Regions from separate parts of the Rattus norvegicus genome. Here region 2 is linked to region 1. Evidence: chromatin contacts called from public Hi-C data. All regions are on one chromosome and are shown on one strand. Each heading gives the region's core, a stretch centred on a gene start, on an enhancer-like site or on the middle of the called end of the contact. The rest is flanking DNA. Distances are from core to core; before and after follow the strand shown.

The links. A called contact is a pair of places that touch in the nucleus more often than the background predicts.
Region 2: a contact with region 1 is called in a Hi-C map of frontal cortex, with 2.1 times the contacts expected there. The contact joins two enhancer-like sites. A contact is called at or near these places in 2 of 12 Hi-C or Micro-C datasets (the A7r5 cell line and frontal cortex).

Annotation. Positions count from the first base shown.
Region 1 is chr3:139,555,292-139,559,554 of GRCr8, reverse strand. No RefSeq gene overlaps it. Among named protein-coding and RNA genes, the nearest start is that of Ervv-2, 30 kb to the left of the region's middle. Within about 2 kb of position 2,129, at least 42 of the 93 cell types and tissues checked have an H3K27ac peak or open chromatin away from gene starts, as enhancers often do.
Region 2 is chr3:139,749,000-139,753,412 of GRCr8, reverse strand. It overlaps LOC102552722 (a long non-coding RNA gene), which reads right to left. Exons shown (of 4, transcript XR_010064904.1): 3 at 1,481-1,550; 4 at 1-438. Among named protein-coding and RNA genes, the nearest start is that of Rassf2, 18 kb to the right of the region's middle. Within about 2 kb of position 2,817, at least 25 of the 93 cell types and tissues checked have an H3K27ac peak or open chromatin away from gene starts, as enhancers often do.

The DNA of each region.
Region 1 (4,263 bases), core at 880-3,379:
AGGATGTGTCTTCTGAAGGCTCCTTAGGAGGCAGGAAGACCTGCCTCACCCCAACTAAAGACTCAAGATGCTATTCTGCAGCAAATCTGTCCCTCCTCAGGCTCTACAGCTTCAAGGACATTTCAACAAGGCTGTTCATACCAGAAATTAAGACTTAAAAGTTCTCTTCAAACAGAGTAGCAAACATGCTAACTAGATCTTCAACACAAATATCCATCTGTCCGGTTTAGGAATCTGTTGGCAGCTGGAATCTTTATGCTGTGGCCTGCTTTCTGTGTTTCCTTTAGCCCTCTTCAAGAACATATCAGGACTACAACCTAACACTATTTTTCCTTTAATTTTTTTCCATCATTGAATTCTTTCTCAAAGTTGATGTCATCATGCATTAAAAAGATTTATTTATTATATATAAGTACACTGTAGCTGTCTTCAGACACACCAGAAGAGGGCATCAGATCTCATTACAGATGGTTGCGAGCCACCATGTGGTTGCTGGGATTTGAGTTCAGGACCTCTGGAAGAGCAGTCAGTGCTCTTAATCTCTGAGCCATCTCTCCAGTCCTCATGCATTTTTACAGTGTGGATTGTCACTCTTAAACTCATAAGTTAATATGATTAGGAACAGTTGATGGCCTAAGGGTAGGACGGAGACAAATGAGACTCAAGTCTCTAAGATGTACAAACTCATATTAAGCCTATGTCAGATTCTACCCTAAGCGTTAGTGATTTACTATTATAATGATTACCAGGCATCTCGTGGTAAGAGGGCCTTGCTATTCTTAGCGCTGGTCTCAGACATGACGATCTTACATGTGCTTTAGTATCAGTGTGGTCTTGTGGTACTGAGAGGTGACGCCCTCTCGCTAAGATTCCTGCTGAATGGCGATTCCCTGCTCTCCAAGCTTAGACTTTCTTAGTCTCCCTTGGGTGAGAAAGATGGAGACATTTGATCCTGGAGGAGAAGTCTGTCCCCTGTGTTTGCCTGAAGAAGACAGATAGATTTCCAGTGTTCATCAACTCTTAAGATGAAGAGATCTAAATCTCAGAGGGAGAAACTGAGGCAGGGTAGAAAGGGGAAATGATGGGAATATAGGAAGGAAATGAGCCTCTACCCAGACTCCAGTGTTTGGCTGAAGGTTCTCACCAGCTTCGGATTCCAACACAACTAAGAACGATTGCTTCGTCTGTCTCGGATACCCTCACAGTTACAGGGGTGTGGTAGTGTGCCTGATATGCTCATGTTAGTACATTCTTCTCTTTTGTTCCACCTGCAGCATTGCAGCATGGCATATCCCCCTCCCAGACAAAAATTAAAAAAAAAAAAAAAAACCCGAGCGGAATATGCTCCTATACTAAACTTTACTTTTTTTTCTTTCACATCTTCACTTTGAATTCTTTCTCATTTTAGGGAATTGGTTCTCTTGGAGGCTGGGTAACCATCTAAGGCCAATCTGCTGACAGATGGGGGAATCACACAGTTACATTACTATCCGTAAACTAAAGATTCACTTGAATTAACCATTAAAATTTCCTGTAGTTGCTACAGAATCAGGGCTTGTTCTTGTTGTTGCATTTGGAGAGAAATATTCAAGGACTCGGTACCAACTTGGATGTAGACATTTACCTATAACTTAGAGCCAGGTCAGGGCCAACCAACAGCAAATAGAAGAAAGAGTTTTTTAAGTGCCTAAGGTGTTTCAGACACCATGTTTGGGGATGCTGGGGAATCATTTCATATGTAAACTGTCTGGATGGTCCGCAAGGATCCCAACAGACCACAAAGAAAGACAGCCCATTCCTTTTCTGACTAGAAAACAGAGCCCATTTCCCCCAGCACAGATGGTGAAAGGCACCCTTTCTTTGGGAGTGCAGCGGCACCAGAGGGCGCCTGGGAGGAGGAAAATCCAGGTTCTGGTTGGACCTTTCCCCCTATATAATGGTTCTCTTGAGCACCGGCAGTCCAGAGCAGCCAAGGTTCCACAGAGGTCCGCACAAAGGACATAGTGCCGCTGTATTTAGCACTGTGATCTCCTGCCAAAAATGAACCCCACAGGCTGCATTTGGAATGACGTCCCCTATCCAACCGCACCTCAGACAGCTTGAAGGAACTTGAAAGGTGGAGTGGGGAGAGTGACCTTCCTAAGCTGCCTGGCTCCCCAACGACTCATGGAAACTACTCCTACAGAGACGACCGAAGTCTGGTTTTGGTTTCCCATCATGGTGAAGCAAAAGCCCGGGCTGTCCCTTGATCCTCCCACTGCTTTGTAAAATAGGAGTAGGTGGCCTGACCACAAGGCCGGGATACTTTGAATGAAGCGAACGGTCCATTTTTTTTTCTTTTCTTTTTTTTTTCTCTTTCACTGCCAAGGTGCAATAGTTTGAAAATCAGGGCAAGACTTCCGGAGGGAGAATGAGATCATCTTCTCAGAGAAAATGCTCAGCAAGTGCCCCCTGGTGGTTAGTTTTTAAACTTTGGTGATAGGTTTTTAAATTTTGTTCTTGATTTGACAATGGTTTGTATTTATGGGGTATAATATGTCTGACACTGTTATGCTAACGAAATAAGCTTTCTGCGTTCGGTTGTTCTCACATGACAGATACTGTTTATATGTCTCCAAAGGGACTCCTGTACACACACACCTCCAGCTGCCTGTCTGGGCCAGGCTCCATCCTTCCCTGTTTGTCAAGGGCCCCCGATCGGTGTTAGTGTAAGATTTGGGGCTTTGGATGATATAATTCATTCAATACTATTTGAGGGGCATAACTTAACCTGAAATGAATTGGAGAAATAATGTTGTTGTAACCTCGACATGGGAATTTTAGACCCTTGCCAATCAATTTTACTAGGACAGGTGTGGCGCCCCACAAACACGCACCAACCCTCCACTCCTTCAATCCCCACATCCCTCCTTTAAAACTATACCAGCCTGCCACTCATCTGAATATCTCCCAAGCTGCCCTGTTCCCTAAGTATAGAATCTGGACTTTAGCTATCCCATTCTCTCCCACCTCCCGTGAGAAGAGACCCAAGCCTTTACCATTGTCTTTCCCACTGAGCCTTGATGTGAAAATCCACATTGCTTTCTTTGAAGTCAGATGAGGCATGGTGATTGGCATATGTCTAAGTACTGCCCACCTCCTTGCTCCCCAGAGGGCTCTGAGCCAAGGTGAGCATTGGTACCCACCCATCCCCCACCAGCATTGGTAACTGCCCTACCACCACCACCACCAGCAGCAGCAGCAGCAGCAGCAGCACCACCCAGCCTGCCACCATGCTTTCCTAAAGGTCTCCCTACCTAGACTCCTGCTCCACCACTGTCTCCTGGGTTTCAGCAGCTGCTGCCCTTTACCTGCCTCTCTGGCTCCTACTCACTTGCCTTGGGTCTGTGATGATCATAAGCTCTCCAGCTACTGTTCCTTTAGGCTTTGTTGCCGAGGCCAGGCATTGAACTCGACTTACAAACAGAACCTTATTGAATTCTCACAGTCGCCTTAGACTGTCACACAGAGACTCAGAGAGGCTCAGCACCCTATCCTGTAGTGCGTAGCTAAGCTGGTAGCAAAGCAGACCTTGAACTTGGGTCTACTACACAGCCACTAGTTGATTGCCACGCTGGGAACGGTTACCGCACTCTCTTAGCCCCTCCTCATCTTCCCTCTGCTTGCTACTTCCTCTCTCTTTTGACCATATAGTTTTGTTTTTCCTCCCCTGTCTGAGCACAGCTCCTCAAAGCTCAGCCTCTGGTTTGACATTCTAGCATCTTTTTTTTTTTTCCTTCGGAGCTGGGGACCAAACCCAGGGCCTTGCGCTTCCTAGGTAAGCGCTCTACCACTGAGCTAAATCCCCAGCTCTAGCATCTTTAAAATGCAGTTTTCCAGGGCCGTCTCCCCATTTATAAGCTCCTTACTTCCACCTCGCCCTGCTCAAGACCCTAGGTTACTCAGCTGTCGCCTCTCTTCTTGTCACATTGATGCAGGCCTTTCTCTCTTCTATCTTCTTTGTCTGCCCAATCCACACACCCATCTGACCCCTCAGTGACTCTGATGTCACCCCCTCCCTCTCCAGAGTCCTTTGTCAGCCATACATTAGCCATGGTCATCACCGTTGCCATCTCTCCAGGGGCCTCTGGTTTCAGCACCTAACTGATCATTCTCCCCACAGTGATGGCGAGCAATTGCTCAGGAGCCAGAGTTCAGACGAGATAAATGAAGGTTAGCTCCACAAGACACTAAAGGCTTTCTCCACTTAGGTCTCATAGCTCC
Region 2 (4,413 bases), core at 1,568-4,067, 190 kb before region 1:
CTCTCTGACTGTTAGAGGCAGCAATGGTTCCTTCTAAAATGGGTAGTGTCTTAGCAATCCATAGAAAGACAAGTATCTCATCATATTTGTTGAACCTGAAAACAACTGGACTTATGTCTTGTATATGTTTAATTTTGTTGTTTTCCTTATGAAGATCAGGCTGCTGTAGGTTGGGTTGGAGGGGGCTGACTAGCCTTAAATGATCTCTTCCATCATAGATACACTGCAGAGCATAGCTTACAGCATGATTCTGGGTTACATAGAATATACAAAGTTACAAGTAAGAAAAGTGAGGTAAAAATCACCTTGGACCATTGCTAATAGTCTACCAAACCATCAAAGCTGCCCTGAAGGGAGAGATCCTGGGGCTAGACCTTTCTTCTGGACAGCTGAAGAAGCGTTTCTCAGAGGTTTCTGGATGTTCAAGTCCATTTAGCACTAGGACAAGAGAGAGGGGAGGGGAGGAAAAGAGAGAGAGGAGAGAGAGGGGAGAGAGGGGAGAAAAAGAAAAAAGAAAGGGGACAAGGAGGAGGGAGAGAGGAAGGAAAAGGAAAAGAAAAAACACCCTCACCTTTATTTTTCGTTTCTTAGGAAGGGTGTCTGAGCAACCTGTTCCCCCTCCTGAATGTGGACTTTCATCTGTAAACTTTGTCCTAATTCCTAACTCTGCCTCTGAACTTTTGGTCCTGGGGCAGCAAGAGCCTGGAAACCCTGAGCAGGGCTGAGAACCCCAGCCTTCACTAGCGTGGCCCTCCCTTTGGCTTCCTGACTCTTACAGTTTAATTACACACTCATTTAAGACTTTTTTTTTTTCATTTAAGACTTGATTGGTGCCTACCTTTCTGACTGGACTTACAAGCCCCGGCACTGGGGAGGTGCCTTGCATGCAAGTAGCAATGAAAGAGTGTTTGTAGAAGTGGGGACTGCCCTGACCTGTAGTCTGGGGATGCCGAGGCTGAAGCAGAAGGAAGAAAACTCAAGGCCTGCCTGGGCTACAGAATGAGGTCAAGGCCAGCATGGGCAGCTTGGTGAAACCCTGTGTAAGAATAAATAGTAACCATAAAGAGGAGTGCCACGAGCTGATGACTAGCACTCTTCCCTAGAAGGTGCAGGCCCTGCCTTCCCCGGACAGCAGAAAATGTCTGGAGATTATAACAGTACTTTCTGGCTACTTTATTGGATTATTATATCTGCCACCCTTCTCCATCCCAATCCCTTCCAACCCCCCAACACTAGGTAGGTAAGGAAGAAGGTTAGAGGAGAGAGGGGGTGTCCATCTCATTAGACTGCTTCCTGCTGATTTAGGGGTGTTCAGTTCTTTGGGGGCAATTATCAGGATATCTCTAACCAGCAAGCAGCAAACGCAGTCAGCAGCCAGCAAAAGCAGCAACAGCAGGGGCGGCAAGCTACTGCAGCCTCTTAGGCCTCTGACATTTTTATACCCTCTCAAGAGTCTCCAGAATCCCAAGTGTAAACTTACCCCTGCTAGGGGATGAGCTCGATCATAACCAGATGCTGTGGACGGTCTGAAGCAGTCCCATATCCCAGACCTGGCAGTAAAACAAAAGCACAGTCACAGAACATAACTAACTAAGCCAAAACTCTCCATACAGGAGACGCAAGGACAAAAGGATGGACCAAGGGCAGACAGAATGGCTCAGTGGGTAAAGGTGCTTTCTACCAAACCGGTGACTTGAATTTGATCCTCAGAACCTATAAGGTGGAAGGAGAGAACCAACGTCTGCAAGTTGTTCTCTGACCTCCACAAGCATGACCTGCCACCAACCCAAAAAGCAAGTTAAAAAATGTCGTGGGCAAGAAAAAATATATATATATCACATAACAGTTGCCCTGGGTTGTTGTGGTGATGGTTGATGATTGATTCTGGGAAAACAAACACAAAAAAAGCCACATCTGTATTAAGCATTCTACGAGGCTAATTGACTGTACATAGAGAGTTAGGATGTTGCAGATCCAGATCCAATTTCACTTGGACCATCTCAGCCTCTAAGTCACTGTGTGACGTGACCTCCTTGTGACTATTAGGTCATTCCTTTTGGTATATACTGACTTGTAGTTTCACTAACCCAAAGGCTAGGAATGTCATCAGGTAGCATCTAAGGCCTATAGCAAAGGTATCCAGGCTTTGCTCTAAGTCTCCTGTCTAACTTTGCTTCTGTTGCTGTGGTAAACGCTGAGATAGAGAGCAACCTGGGGACTAAAGTGTTCATTTTACCATTCACATTATATCCCATCATCAAGGAGTCAGGCCCTAACCACTGAGCCATCTCTCAAGTCTCCTGCACTTACATTCTCCACCAGTGTTGTTTATGCTATCTTTTATTTTGTGAGACATCTTTTGAATATTGTATATATTAATATACTGTACAATAGACATCAATACTGCAATCTCTCCAGTTAAGAATCTATTGCAATTTCTTGCCAAGAAATCGCCAATAAAGTGAATAAATTTCTGGAAAATATTTGCAAGAGAGAAAGTTAAGTACTCTCAACCCAGAGTTCCTTTAAGCGCTTTGTATAGCCAACTATGTTTCTGTGTCCAAAGTAAGGATTCTGTTTTAGTAAAGACCATATCTCCACCCCCAGGTCGGATGGATACACATCAAATGATAATCTCAGAGCACCCAAAAGCACTTTAACGAAGAGTGAGCCGAGATATGAATTCTCTACTCTCTCTATATATCTTCTGCCATTTCCTATCTGTCTGTTCTGAGTCTGAATCCTTGCTTGCCTGAATGCTGTCTTGTGAATCGGTCCCTGTGCCTGTGTCGCTCTGTTCTATGTCTGTGTCCCTAACAAAGGGCTTTTGGTCTGTAGTTTTTGAGCACAGAAAGTATCACATGGGGAAGGAATGAGGGATTAAGTCATTGACTCCAACAAATGACCCAGAAAACAAACAAATGCTTACAGTCAAGCAATGTATCGTCTTCAGCATGCACAGCAGATATTCACCTTAGAAGGTTGCTTTTGACCTATTTGCTGTTTTCAGTATTTGTTGCCATCACACACACACACACACACACACACACACACACACACACACACACACTATTCTGGGTCAAGGGCACATACGGGTATATATAACAAGGTTTCAGCCATGCATTTGCCTAGGTTGTAAAAGTTGATCACATGGGAACTCCAAGGCAAGGAAAGTCAATTGTTAACATTTGTTCTCCTAAAGGCAGGTTAAACAAACAAGCTGAGTACACAGTAGGACAGCAATCTCAAATCTTAGGTGACCTGAAGGTGTATTATTAACTCTGGCTGTGAGGTCCAGCAAAATCCAAGACTCTCAGAATGTAAGAGACATTGGCGTATTGCACCACCACCTTGGTAGTCTAGAATTCCATTCTTGATTTTTATGATGCAATTCATTTGAAAATATTTTAGCTTTGTTTTATGTGTGTAAGTATTGTGTGCATGTATATATGTGCACCATACAGGTGCCTGGGGCCTAGAGAAGGAGTCAGATTCCCTGGAACTAGAGTTACAGGTGGTTGGGAACTGCCATGCATGTGTTGAGAACTGAACCTGGGCCTACTGTAAGAGCATCCATTGCTCTTAACCACTGAGCTATCTCTCCAGCCCCTGTAGTCATCACTTTAATTAATTAATAGTAGTTAATTAATAGTTAATCAGATGTTCTTTCAGTTTTTATTGTATGGTTTTGAGTGCTTACTTATTATAATGAATTTAGTATCCTGTGATAGTTTCTGGCTTCGAGCTATATTTTTTTTTGATAATTTTTGCTTTTCAAGACAGGGTTTCTCTATATAGTCCTGGCTGTCCTAGAATTTGCTCTGTAGACCAGGCTGACCTGACCCTCATAGAGACCTCCCTGCCTTTGCCTGGAATTAAAAGTTCCAAACAGATTTTAATCACTAAAATACAGCAAGTGTGTGTATTTGCTAACACCCAGTAAGGAATTTCGCAACTGCATTCCTAAATCCAGCTACTTATAATCTGGTTTTGTATTCAATGTGAGCATTCTAATTAGTTCAGCTTCATAAATCAGTAGGAAGCTTTTAGTCACCTATGATCTAAAATCAGTATCAATCATCATGGTTTCTTCCTTCCCCCTTTCTGTGTATACACACACACACACACACACACACACACACATACACACACACACACACACATACACACACACACACACACATACACACACACACACACACACACACACACACACACACTGTAGGTGTCTTCAAACACACACTAGAAGAGGGCATCAGATTCCATTACAGATGGTTGTGAGCCACCATGTGGTTGCTGGGAACTGAACTCAGAACCTCTGGAAGAGCAGTCAGTGCTCTTAACCACTGAGCCATCCCTCCAGCCCACATCACAGTTTCTTATGAGAGGATTCCCCAGGCCCCAGAGGCCAGA